2 separate regions of the Mus musculus genome follow, and region 1 is linked to region 2. Evidence: chromatin contacts called from public HiChIP or PLAC-seq data. All regions are on one chromosome and are shown on one strand. The core of a region is the stretch at or near the end of the contact, and the rest is flanking DNA. Distances in the headings are between cores, read along the strand shown. Region 1 has its middle 13 kb from the start of Cyb5r2. Region 2 overlaps Syt9 (synaptotagmin IX).

Region 1 (5,703 bases), core at 1,938-4,437, 240 kb before region 2:
AAACAATTCTGGGTCAAAACTTCTGACTGTGGGTTAGTAACCCCATCCCTCCAGTTGAGGACCTGTCTATCTACTGGAGTTGGACTCTTCAAGTTCCCTTTTGCCATTGTTGGACATTTTGGCTAAAATTACTCTCATTGAGTCCTGAGAGTCTCTTGCCTCCTGGGTCTCTGGTTCATTTATGGGGTCTCCCCATCTTCCTCTCTCCAAGTCTGCATATTTCCATTCATTCTCCTGGCTCCCTTGGTCTTCTCTCCTGTTCTCTGGCATACCTGATCCTGTTCCCCTTTTCCTCTCCTCCTCCCATCTCCCACCCAGATTCCTCCTTCCCTCTCTCTCCCATGATTATTTTCTTTCCCCTTCTTAAGTAGGATTGAAGCATGATCACATGGGTCTTTCTGCTTGTTATACTTCTTACAGTCTGTGAACTGTATCCTAGGTATTCTGTACTTTTTGGCTAATATCCACTTATCAGTTAGTTCATATCATGCATGTCCTTTTGGGTCTAGGTTACTTCAGTCAGGATGATATTTTCTAGTTCCATCCATTTGCCTGAAAAATTCATGATCTACTCATTTTTAATAATTGAATAGTATTCCATTGTGTAAATGAACCATGTTTTCTCTATCCATTCTTTGGTTCAGGGACATCTGGGTTGTTTCCAGCTTCTGGCTATTACAAATAAGGTTGCTATGAACATAGTGGAGCACATGTCCTTGTGTTATGGTGAGGCATATACCCAAGAGTAGTATAACTGGGTCTTCAGGTAGAACTATTTCCAATTTTCTGAGGAACCATCAGATTGATTTCCAGAGTTGTTGTACCAGTTTGCAATCCCACCTGCAATGGAAGAGTGTTCCTATTCTCCACATCTAGCTAGCATGTTCTGTCACTTGAATTTTTTATCTTAGCCATTCTGATTGGTATTTGGTGGAATCTCAAGGTCATTTTGATTTGCATTTCTCTGATGACTAAGAACTTTGAACATTTCTTTAAGTGGTTCTTGGCCATTCGAGATTCTTCTGTTGTGAATTCTCTGTCTAGCTCTGTACTCCATTTTTAATTGGGCTATTTGGTTATTTGGAGGTTAATTTCTTGAGTTCTTCATATATTTTGGATATTAGCCCTCTATCGGATGTAGGGTTGGTGAAGATTTTTTTTTCCAATCTGTAGGTTGCCAATTTGTCCTATTGACTATGTCTTTTGGCTTATAGAATCTTTTCAGTTTCATGAGGTCCCATTTATCAATTATTGATCTTATAGCCTGAACCATTAGTGTTCTGTTCAGGAAATTTGAGGCTCTTTCCCACTTTCTCTTCTATTCCATTCAGTGTATCTGGTTTTATGTTGAGGTTCTTGATCCAACTGGACTAGAGCTTTGTGCAAGGTAACAAATCTGCTGACCTGGAACTCACTACGTAGACCAGGCTGACCTCAAATTTTAAAAGGAACTACTTTTACTTTAATAACAGGAATTCTTTAAGTAGATGAGAAGTCTAACAAGCTATAATGGCTCAAAAATCCCATTTTTACCTCTAAAGCACACTGAGGTATTGTATTCCCTTCACCACAGGGATAGTATGAAGAGAAGTAGGTGATGGCTTCACTTTTGAAGTAAGTATCTACTAGAAAACCTGGTATTTCTGCTCTCTCCCAACACTTCTGGGGGCAAGGAAAAGTCATCTGGTAGCTTGAAAAGGTCTTTTCCGGATAGACTGGCTGTGATGACTAAGAATCATCTTGCCAAGTGTGGTGTTGTTTGATCCCATCATTTGGAAGGAAGATGTAGGTGGTTCAGGCTAGACAAGGCTACACAGAGACCCCTATCTCAAAAAAAAAAAAAAAAAAAAGTTCTGTATCTGTAGAGAACATTCTAAGTCATTTAAAGAAAATTCTCTTAAGAAGTAAATGAATGTTCCTGTGTAAAAAGCTTTGTCTTGATGTTTAGAAACGCTGCTTCTGGTGTGAAATAAGAGGCATGTCCTCCATTTCTAATTTCAGGACTTCGGTTTTCCTCTTGCTTCTGCATTAGTATTGGCCATGTATAGAACAAGGACCAAGATGGACAGCTTCACAGACTCTGAGGATCTCATCTTACTTGGGAAAGTGAGGTCTAATCAATATACCCCACATTATTCATCTCTCCTCAGTCCTTACCACAATAATTAACATACAGATTAAGGAGCTAAGTTAGCAGATAAAATATATCACAATATTCAGTCTATACGTTATATATCAAGGTTGAAGACCCACAAACCCCAGAATCATTAGAAAAGCTTGCCTGGTCCTGTTTGCAATCAGGAAGCTCTGACATAAGTATTTCTGCCAAGTGTACAACCCCCTCAGTCTCCTAGATATACCGTACCATTTTGTCTTCAGTTTTGATTTTAATTTTTGTTTGTTTGTTTTAATTTTTATTACATTTGTTTACCTAGTTTGTGTTGCAGTAAATCTCTCCAACCTAATTATGCCCCAGCAATGAAAACACAACACAGTTTATATGAATACATGCTGTGTGCCTTGATTGGGCAGATGTATAGCTATACTACCATCTTCCGCATCTATGAGAACCCTTAGAACTTGCAGTTTCTCCAGGCCACGTGCTTCTGCTCTGCTTTTCTTCTTCTTCCTCTTCCTCTGTGTCCTCTCTCTTTTCCATTTTCTCCTTCTTCTCTCCCTCTCACCTTCTGCCCCACCTTCCCTTCTATCTACCCAATCCTCAGCTCTCCTTTATTTTACAAATTAAGGTGGGAAGCAGGTTTACAGGAAATCACCTGAGTGGTGACTCATTCCTTGTTCAAAGCCACTCACAGGAGAATGGAATTAACATCAAATATAATTAGCCCCAGAGCTATCCACCACGTTTGTGTTTCTGTGTGCATGCAGATGCATGCATATGAAAGAGAGAGAGAACAACACAGAGACAGAGTATAAGAGAGAAAAACGTGTGCCCTGGCATATATCACCATCAGAGAAAAACTTGTAGGATTCGATTCTCTTCTTTTACCATGCGGATCCCAGGGATTATACTCAGGTTACCTGGCCTGGTAGCCAACATCTTTCACCACTGAGCCATCTCACCCACCCTTGTTTTGGTTTTCTTGAAGCAGGGTCTTATTATGTAACATAGGCTGTCCTAAAACTCACTATGTGCTCCAACCTGGCCTTGTCTTGAAATTCTTCTGCCTCCACCTAATGAATGCTGGTATCACATGCATAAGCTACCATGCCTGGCTTACCACACCACTTAAGGGACAATCACCTAGATCCCAGGCTGAGGACAGACTAACATCCATATATTTCCACGTGCATTCATGCCCTTGTGAACATTTCAGCCTGTATCTCCATGGCAACAAGACGAAAAGAATGTGTTTGCTGAGTCATTGGTCTTCCTTCCCACCGTGTCCACCAAAGGAGCCCTAACCTTTCTCTCCACAGTTTTCAACAGAAATCTTGGAGACTTCTACCCTGAGGGAAGAACTTGTCTCTCGCCATGGTATAAGTGCACGTGATACTCTACAGACTCGTGTTCAGGGTGACTGCAGATTCTCATCTCCCCCTCCCTTCCTCCTCCAAGTCCAACGCCCCAGTATCATTCCAGCTCTTTAATAGACTTTCCACTATGCACTTTCAGCATTCCCTACCCTCCCCCACCCCCCATTCCCAGAGTACTGGCTAAGCAGATCCTGATGAAACAACAAATTCCTCCCTCTTACAAAGCCCCTTAACCATGCTCAGGCCATCCCCATATCTAAGTCTCAGGTCCCAATACCCATAAATGCATTTAACCTGGAACTCCCAATGGTCACAACTGTCAAGAGAATATTTCCCTATGTGCAACACACAACCATAATTGTCTTCTAAACTCCAGAGAAGAAACAGAAATCAAGGATTTGGAAGCTGGGATAAAGTAATACAAGGGGAGTGAGAGATTAAATGAGAAAGCTCTGTGGGACCAGCTGGGGTGGCGCAGAGGAAAGGGAGGCCAAAGCAGATGTTCTGTTGTAGAGGATGAGACAAGGGGAATTGCTTTGGAGGAATGAAGAGAGAGGTGAGAGTATGAAGTTTTTATACCTGCTTCCCTGGCAGGAGCTGCCAATGTGTCTTCAGGGAACGCCTGCTGGAGTTGTGGGATGGGATAAAGCAAAGAGTTGGGGAGGAAGGTTAGGAGAGGAAGATCTGTGGGATCCACTAGAGATGAGGTGGGGGAAGATTGTTATAGGAATTCTGATGTAGAGATGGGGAATTGGACTTGGAGAAATGGAGCGAGATGTGAGGATCTGCAGTTAGCCTAACAGTTTCTCTGGCAGGAGTAGCCAGTGTTGGCAAGGAGTGCCTACTGGAGTTGGGTATTTGGATAAAGCAATGCATGGGGGGAGAGTGGTTAGGAGGGAAGATCTGTGGGATACACTGGACATGGGGGCAGAAGGAGAAAGGAGGCTGCAGTAGGTGTCCCATTGTAGAGCTGGGAATGAGAATGGGGGATTTGATTTGGAGGAGCAGAGGGAGAGGTGAAGGTCTGAACTTAGCCTACCTGCTTTTCTGACTGGAGTTGACTTTGATTTTCATCTGATGGCTTTGTATCAGAGTTCTTAGGATCAGAGCCTGGGTGTTCTCAGCTTTAACAACCTAGGCTTAACTACCCACCTTCAACAGACCAATTGAAGAAACCATTAGTAATGAATGTGGCCACACCAGGAAGACAAACTGTGAGGCCCATCTTTGGTTCAGGCTCCTGACATGAGGCTAACATTAAAAAAGAAGACAAGAGGTATGTGTAACTAAAGCAGACTTGGTCAAGGTGTGGCACAGGCATGTCATTGTCTTAGTTCCAGTTTTTCCTGCAAGATGATCTGACAAGTTGTCAGAACCATCAGAACTATGTCTTTTTCCCAAGCTTTGTTCCTGAAAGGATGGTTACATAATGGTACCCAGAGACAGATGCTAAATGATGCTTTGGGGAAAAGGACCATAATTGAGTCATGTGGGTTGAGATTTCAGTGTTGTACAGCCTAGGCTTTGTTAAAAACAAGTTGGGGGTTTGACATGGTGAAAGAGACAGAAACAATAGGAAGTGTACACCCTTTCTTCTGTTTTTCTTCCTGTTACTGGATCACCTGCTCTGCTCTTTTCTAGCCAAATACTTACCTGAAGCCTTTTTAGGTTATTATTACAATAGATAAAAAGCACCACTTTATGAGCCCACAAACCATGGAAGGAAATGAATAAAACAGTTCAAGACCTGAGAATGGAAATAGGATCAATAAGGAACACAAACTTAGGAAAAAGCAGAAATGAAAAATTTAGGAATTTGAACAGGAAACACAGAGGCAGGCTTTGCCAACAGAATACAAGCAATGGAAGAGATGATCTCAGAAGAAGCAGATAGAAGAAAATCAGATAGAAGATCAGTCAAGATAACGCTAAATCTAAAAGTCTCCTGGGGAAAAATCCAGGAAATCTGGGATACTAAGAAATAATAGAATAGAGAAAGGACAAGATTCTCAACTCAAAGGCCCAGAAAATATATTCAACAAAATCATAGAAAAAAATTTCCCTAACCTAAGGTAGGCATGGCCTATACATGTACAAGAGGTATACAGAACACCAAATAAATTGTACCAGAAAAGAAAGATCCCTCAGCACATAACGATCAAAACACTAAATGTGTAGAACAAAGAAAGAATATTAAAAACCTGCAAA
Region 2 (5,661 bases), core at 313-2,812:
GGGGGTGGGGAGGCACTACAGAATATAGCGCAGCTCTAAATTAAGGGGGAAAAAAACTCCATTAGCTTTTAAGATTTTAAAAACAAAGGGTTTTTAGTTCCCCGGTTTTACTGCACTATTGTTCACTATGCATCCTACTGGGTTTGGAAATTATGGTGATATGGAAGCAGATGATTAGGTGGGGGGAAGAAATAGCAAGATCAAAACAACTGAAAGTAAATTAGCAAAGCTCCTTACGTCACAAAGCTTTTGGGAATGTGAGGTCTCTGGGGCGGTGAGTCAATGCCAGCAGGGTAGAAACAAAAGAATTTTCCTGAGGATTCCTAGGCTTTGTTTTCATCTCACATTGTTAAGTGAAGCAAGTAATACTAACACCGAGGGGAAAAGAATTCTTAGAGCCAGCATAATTGTATGATCCCTAATCGTGCAAGACCCGGTTGAGCTCTGAGGTACAGACATGTCTTCTAAATGGCTGAGACGTGGGACTGCAAAGTGTGAGGAGAGTTAGTATATCTGCATGCTCTTTCCAGGGACACTGTAATAGAAGAAACAAAGCAGAGGTCAAGTATAACAGCTACAGGCTGAGAGCTTGATGGTTATAACAAGTGTCAGCTTGACAGGATCTAGAATTTCCTGGGAGACAGGTATGTCTGAGAGATGATCTAGTTTAGGCCAATTGAGGCAGGGAGAGCCATGTGAAAGCAGCCAGCCAATACCATTCATCTCTGTTTCCTTACTCTGGAAGCACTTCGAATTTCCCCTGCCACACCTCCCTAGTTGTAAGGTTAGGAGTTAGCCAAATAAACCCATTGTCTTAGCTAAGGTTCCTAAGACTATGAAGAGACACCAGACCACAGCAACTCTTATAAAGGAAAATATTTAACTGGGGCTGGCTTATAGTTTCAGAGGTTTACTTCATTATTATCATGGAGGGAAGCATGGTGGCATACAGACAGATGTGGTGCTGGAGAAGTTCTACATCTGGCAGGTAGCAGGAAGAGAGAGATACTGGGCGTGGCTTGAGCATTAGAAACCTCAAAGCCCACCCCGAAGTGATTCACTTCCTCCAACAGGGGCGCATAAAATAATCCTTTCAAACAATGCTACTCCCTATGAGCCTATGGGCACCATTTCCATTCAAAGCATCTTGTCCCTTCCTTCCCTCCATGCTTGTCTCAGGTGTTTGGTCACAGTAACAAAAACCACAACTAACACAGTGAGAAAGTGAGAGGGAGAACCTTTCCCAAAGCGTCCTGTGCGGTCCATCCACTCTGGATGGCTATGATGGTTATACTCTAGCAGCAGTGGTGTGGAAGAACACTGTGTCTAAAAGCTCTGTCTGGAACCAAAAGTCCTGTTTCAATCTCGTCTGCCTTTGTGATGATGATAAACACACACACACACACACACACACACACACACACACACACACCCCAGCTGCTTACAGAATAAAGCATGGCTGCTGCTCTGACAAACAAGTAAAGGATACTGCTTTGTCTTCTCACACCAGGTGAGGGGGAGGAGCTCCTTGTATGCTGTGCCCAAGACAGAGCCCCAGGGGCAGAGTTAGCAAGCGGCAGCACATTATACACCTCAAGGTTAACCAAGACCGGCTTCTCATCACCTCTACCACAAAGGAAAGCAACAAGGCCAGGTCCAAAGTTACTGATTCGAGACCTGACAAGACTGAAGAGGGTCACACAGAAAGACTAGGACAGACGGTCCACTCAGCCTGCTTGCTTTGCCACTCATCTGCTGGTGACAGTGAACACACTATGTAAGGCTCAGTTTGTTTTGTGGGAGACAATACTGTTTGCCTGTTTATAGGCTGCACTCTTTACCTTTCTTGTTACTGTGACACAGTATTTAGCAAAAGCAACCTAGGGGAGGGCAGGCTTATTTTGGCTTTCAGTTTGAGAGGACACAGTCTTTGCGGAACACCAGATACTGGGTGACACTGTGTCCGCAGCCAGGAAGCAGAGATGAATGTTGGTGTTCACTCTTTCTTTCCCTTTTTTATTTAGGCCAAATCCTGAGTCCATGGGATAGTGTCACTCACACTTACATCTGGGTTTACTTTGCTCAGCTAAATCTTCCTGGAAAACTCCCCTTTAAAGAGACACCTAGTGTTAGCAACCCTTCTAGGCTCTGCCCCACAGTTACCTGGCAACAGCCAGGTATGCCTGGCTTAGTATAAGCCAGTTCATTCTCTCTGCTCTCTCTCTTACTCTCTGCTCTTTCTTTCCCTGACCCCCTTCTCTTCTTCCTTCTTCCTCATCTCTCTCCATGTGTTCCTGGCCAGCTTCTTCTTCCCCCCACCCCCTGCTCTCTCTCTTCTCCCTTCCCAACTCCCCTACCCATGTCCTAAATAAACTCTATTCTATACTATATTTGTCGCATTGGTACTTTATGGGGAAGGGATACCTCAGCATGGGCCTAATGAGGCACCTCCCCTCCCACCTCACCATACCATGCCTCTATCAAAACATATCCTGGCCTCTTTATTTTATAAAACACAACATCTAGAGACATGTCCCCTAGATGATTCCCAAGTTAGACAACTTGCCAATGGCGATTAAGCACCACACAGGGTGAAAGCTCAATTGGATGATGTATATACATAGCATGATAAAGCGCCTTGGTGAGAGGAGGAATTTGGTGCAAGAATATTTACATTATATCATTGTTAATTCAAGGTATTGTTTTTAAAAACAAGGTGTTTTAGCTAGGGTTTTATTGCTGTGAAGAGACACCATGACCAGTGCAACTCTTATAAAGTAAAACATTTCATTAGGGCTGGCCTACAGGTTCAGAGGTTTACTCCATTGTCATCATGGTGGGAACCATGGCAGCATGCAGGCATGGTACTGGAGCAGCTGAGAGTTCTAAATATTGATCAGAAGACAGCCTAAGAAGACTGGATTCCACACGGGGCTTGGCTTGAATATTTAAGTCCTCAAAGCCCACCTACACAGTGATGTACTTTCTCTAACAAGGCCATAGATCTTCCAGTAAGGCCATACCTCCTAATAGTGCCACTCCCTATGGACAAGCATTTAAAGACATGAATCTATGGGGGCCAAACCTTTCAAACCACCACACCAGGCATATTGGCCTATGAGGATGGCAGGAGCCAGCACTGGAAAGAAGTCAGGACAGGAATGGAGAGACGCGGGCTAGGGTTTAAGGTGGTGAGAAGACAAGGGTACATCAGACCCGATGCTTATAAATGCTAGAGAGTGGGGAACCCCTCTCCAACAGGCTTGCCATGGTCTAGGGCTGAGGCTTTATCTTCTCAAACCTAGCACAGCCTGGTCACCCAGCAAGGCCACGCCAGGCCACGCCCCATTGATTTTCCTCTGGCTACTGCATCCTTCCTGCTGCTCTGCAGCCCCTTTCGTAGAACCTGCACCCTCTTCCCACCATCCACAGACTTCCTGTGGTTCTCATCATTCATCTCATCTGGTCTCCTCTGTATCTTTAGTACTTTATTATAGTCCTATGTATATTTCCTTATCTTTACTGGAGCCTGGTTCTTTCTATGAGTCACAGCTCTCTGTGGCCCATTTCAGAAGGCCTCCAGACTCTGCCATCTCTGGGTGGGGCTGTGAGGATGTCGCTCTTTCTCACAGCCTTTGCTGCTCTGTCTTAACATACAATGTCCCCCCCACACCCCCTCAATCTTTTATCTCTCCTCTCTGTTATCATTCCTTGAGGACCAAGGCCCTTGTGCTCTTGGTTTTCCTTTCCAGACCAAGCCCTGCCGCTGTACCACTCTAGTAAAGCAGGGCTTGTTGGTATTTTATCCTTGAGCTAACTCACCAGGCATCCTGGCCAGCAGACTGGGGAAGCTGTAGAGGCCTGCCCTCATACTCACTGTGCCTACTGAAGAATTCTGTCCGAGGGTTTATGAAAGGTGAGTTATTTTGAGAGAATTCTGTGTTCTGTTACAAAGCAGGTTATGCTAGTTTATCAAACTACTTCAGTAATTCTGAAAAGAGAACTCTGTGTGACACAATGTCAGGGACACAATGGGTGTCGATGCCATTTTCAGGAGAGTTGACGCAGAATAATCAGGGTATGAGATGGGAAGTAAAGCATGGTGCCTTACTGAGGCCAGGGCCCTCATGAAGAAGAACGCTTTCTTCCTCAGAGCAGGAGGTATGTGCTGCTGCCCTGTTCTTCTACCTTGTGGCAGGACACAGCGGGGATGAGTACCCGTGCATGAGGACCTAAGATCTGCTTGTAGGGACAGTGCGCACATCTAGCAGGGGCCATCAAAGGCAAGAGAGCCTCAAGCCAGCCCCTCATCTAAGCAAGGCCTCTGCAGGATCAAGGCTGCTCTCAGAATAAGGACAAGACTCCAGTGAATGGCTATAGAGGCCAGGCTTTGCCCACCTCCCACCCTCCTTCCCTGTTGTCTCTGAACCTTCCACTTTCTCAGCTTCACACTTACAAACTCTCAGAGGATCAAGGTCTATAGGATCCTGAAGCCTGACTGTACTCCAGTGTTGCTGTTGTAGATCATAAGGGTTTGTTCTTAAAGTTCCTCCTAAGGGGGAGATGATCCCAGGCTATGAGATAAATTGTGGGATATTGTCAGCATGGGGAGGGGGTATGGGGAGGGAGAGTGTAGCTTTTTCTATCTTCTTTTCAGAGTGTAGAAATTTATTTTTATTTTTAAAATTTACTTATTCACTTTACAACCTAGTATTAGCCTTTCCTCTCCTCCCGGTACCCCTTCACACAAGTCTTCCCCCTATTCTATCCCATTCTGGGTGTCAGCCCCCACTAATATCCACCCACACACATTAAGTCACTGTGGGACTAGGCACATCCCCTCCTACTGAGGCCAAAATGTAGTCCATTTAGGGGCGGGGATCCATAGGCAGGCAAGCAGACATCAGGCTCAGGGAGAGTCCCTGCTCCAGTTGTTTGGGGACTCCCATGAAGACTAAGCTGCTCATCTTTACTAATACTACAACTGTCAGAGGGCTAATATCCAAAATATATAAAGCACTCAAGAAGTTAGACACAAACAATTCAAATCGCCCAATTTAAAAATGGGGTACAGAATTAAACAGAAAATTCTCAACAAAGGAATCTTGAATGGCCGAGAAACACCTAAAGAAATGTACAATGTCCTTAGTCATCAGAGAAATGCACATCAAAATGACTCTGAGATTCTACCTTACACCCATTAGAATGGCTAAGATCAAAAACTCAAAGGACAGCACATGCTGGTGAGGTTGTGGAGGAAGGGGAACAGTCCTCCATTGCTGGTGGGAGTGAAAACTTGTACGATCACTCTGGAAATCAATTTGGTGGTCTCTTAGAAGACTGGGAATAGTTGGGAATAGTTCTACCTCAAGACCCGGCTATACCACTTCTGGGCACATACCCAAAAGATGATCCACTGTCCTGCAAGGACACTATGTTCACAGCAGCTTTATTCATAATATCCAGAAGCTGGAAACAACCTAGATGTCTCTCAATTGAAGAATGGATAAAGAAAATGTGGTGTATCTGCACAATGGAATACTACTCAGGCATTAAAAAAGGGATATCGTTAATTTCGCAGGCAAATGGATGGAACTAGTAAATATCACCCTGAGTGAGGTAACCCAGACCCAAAAGGACATGCATGACAGGAACCTGACG

What was found. HiChIP or PLAC-seq counts read pairs in DNA pulled down with a chosen protein or histone mark.
Region 1: a contact with region 2 is called in an H3K27ac HiChIP or PLAC-seq map of embryonic stem cells, with 9 read pairs. The contact joins two enhancer-like sites. A contact is called at or near these places in 1 of 484 Hi-C or Micro-C datasets (the N1E-115 cell line), 2 of 115 datasets of contacts at active chromatin or transcription factors (both in embryonic stem cells) and 2 of 9 other capture datasets (adipose tissue and liver).

Annotation. Positions count from the first base shown.
Region 1 is chr7:107,768,670-107,774,372 of GRCm38.p6, reverse strand. No RefSeq gene overlaps it. Among named protein-coding and RNA genes, the nearest start is that of Cyb5r2, 13 kb to the right of the region's middle. Within about 2 kb of position 3,187, at least 8 of the 459 cell types and tissues checked have an H3K27ac peak or open chromatin away from gene starts, as enhancers often do. A contact at or near this core is called in embryonic stem cells, where this site is marked.
Region 2 is chr7:107,531,367-107,537,027 of GRCm38.p6, reverse strand. All of the region lies in intron 6 of Syt9 (synaptotagmin IX), which reads right to left. Among named protein-coding and RNA genes, the nearest start is that of Olfml1, 33 kb to the left of the region's middle. Within about 2 kb of position 1,562, at least 8 of the 459 cell types and tissues checked have an H3K27ac peak or open chromatin away from gene starts, as enhancers often do. A contact at or near this core is called in embryonic stem cells, where this site is marked.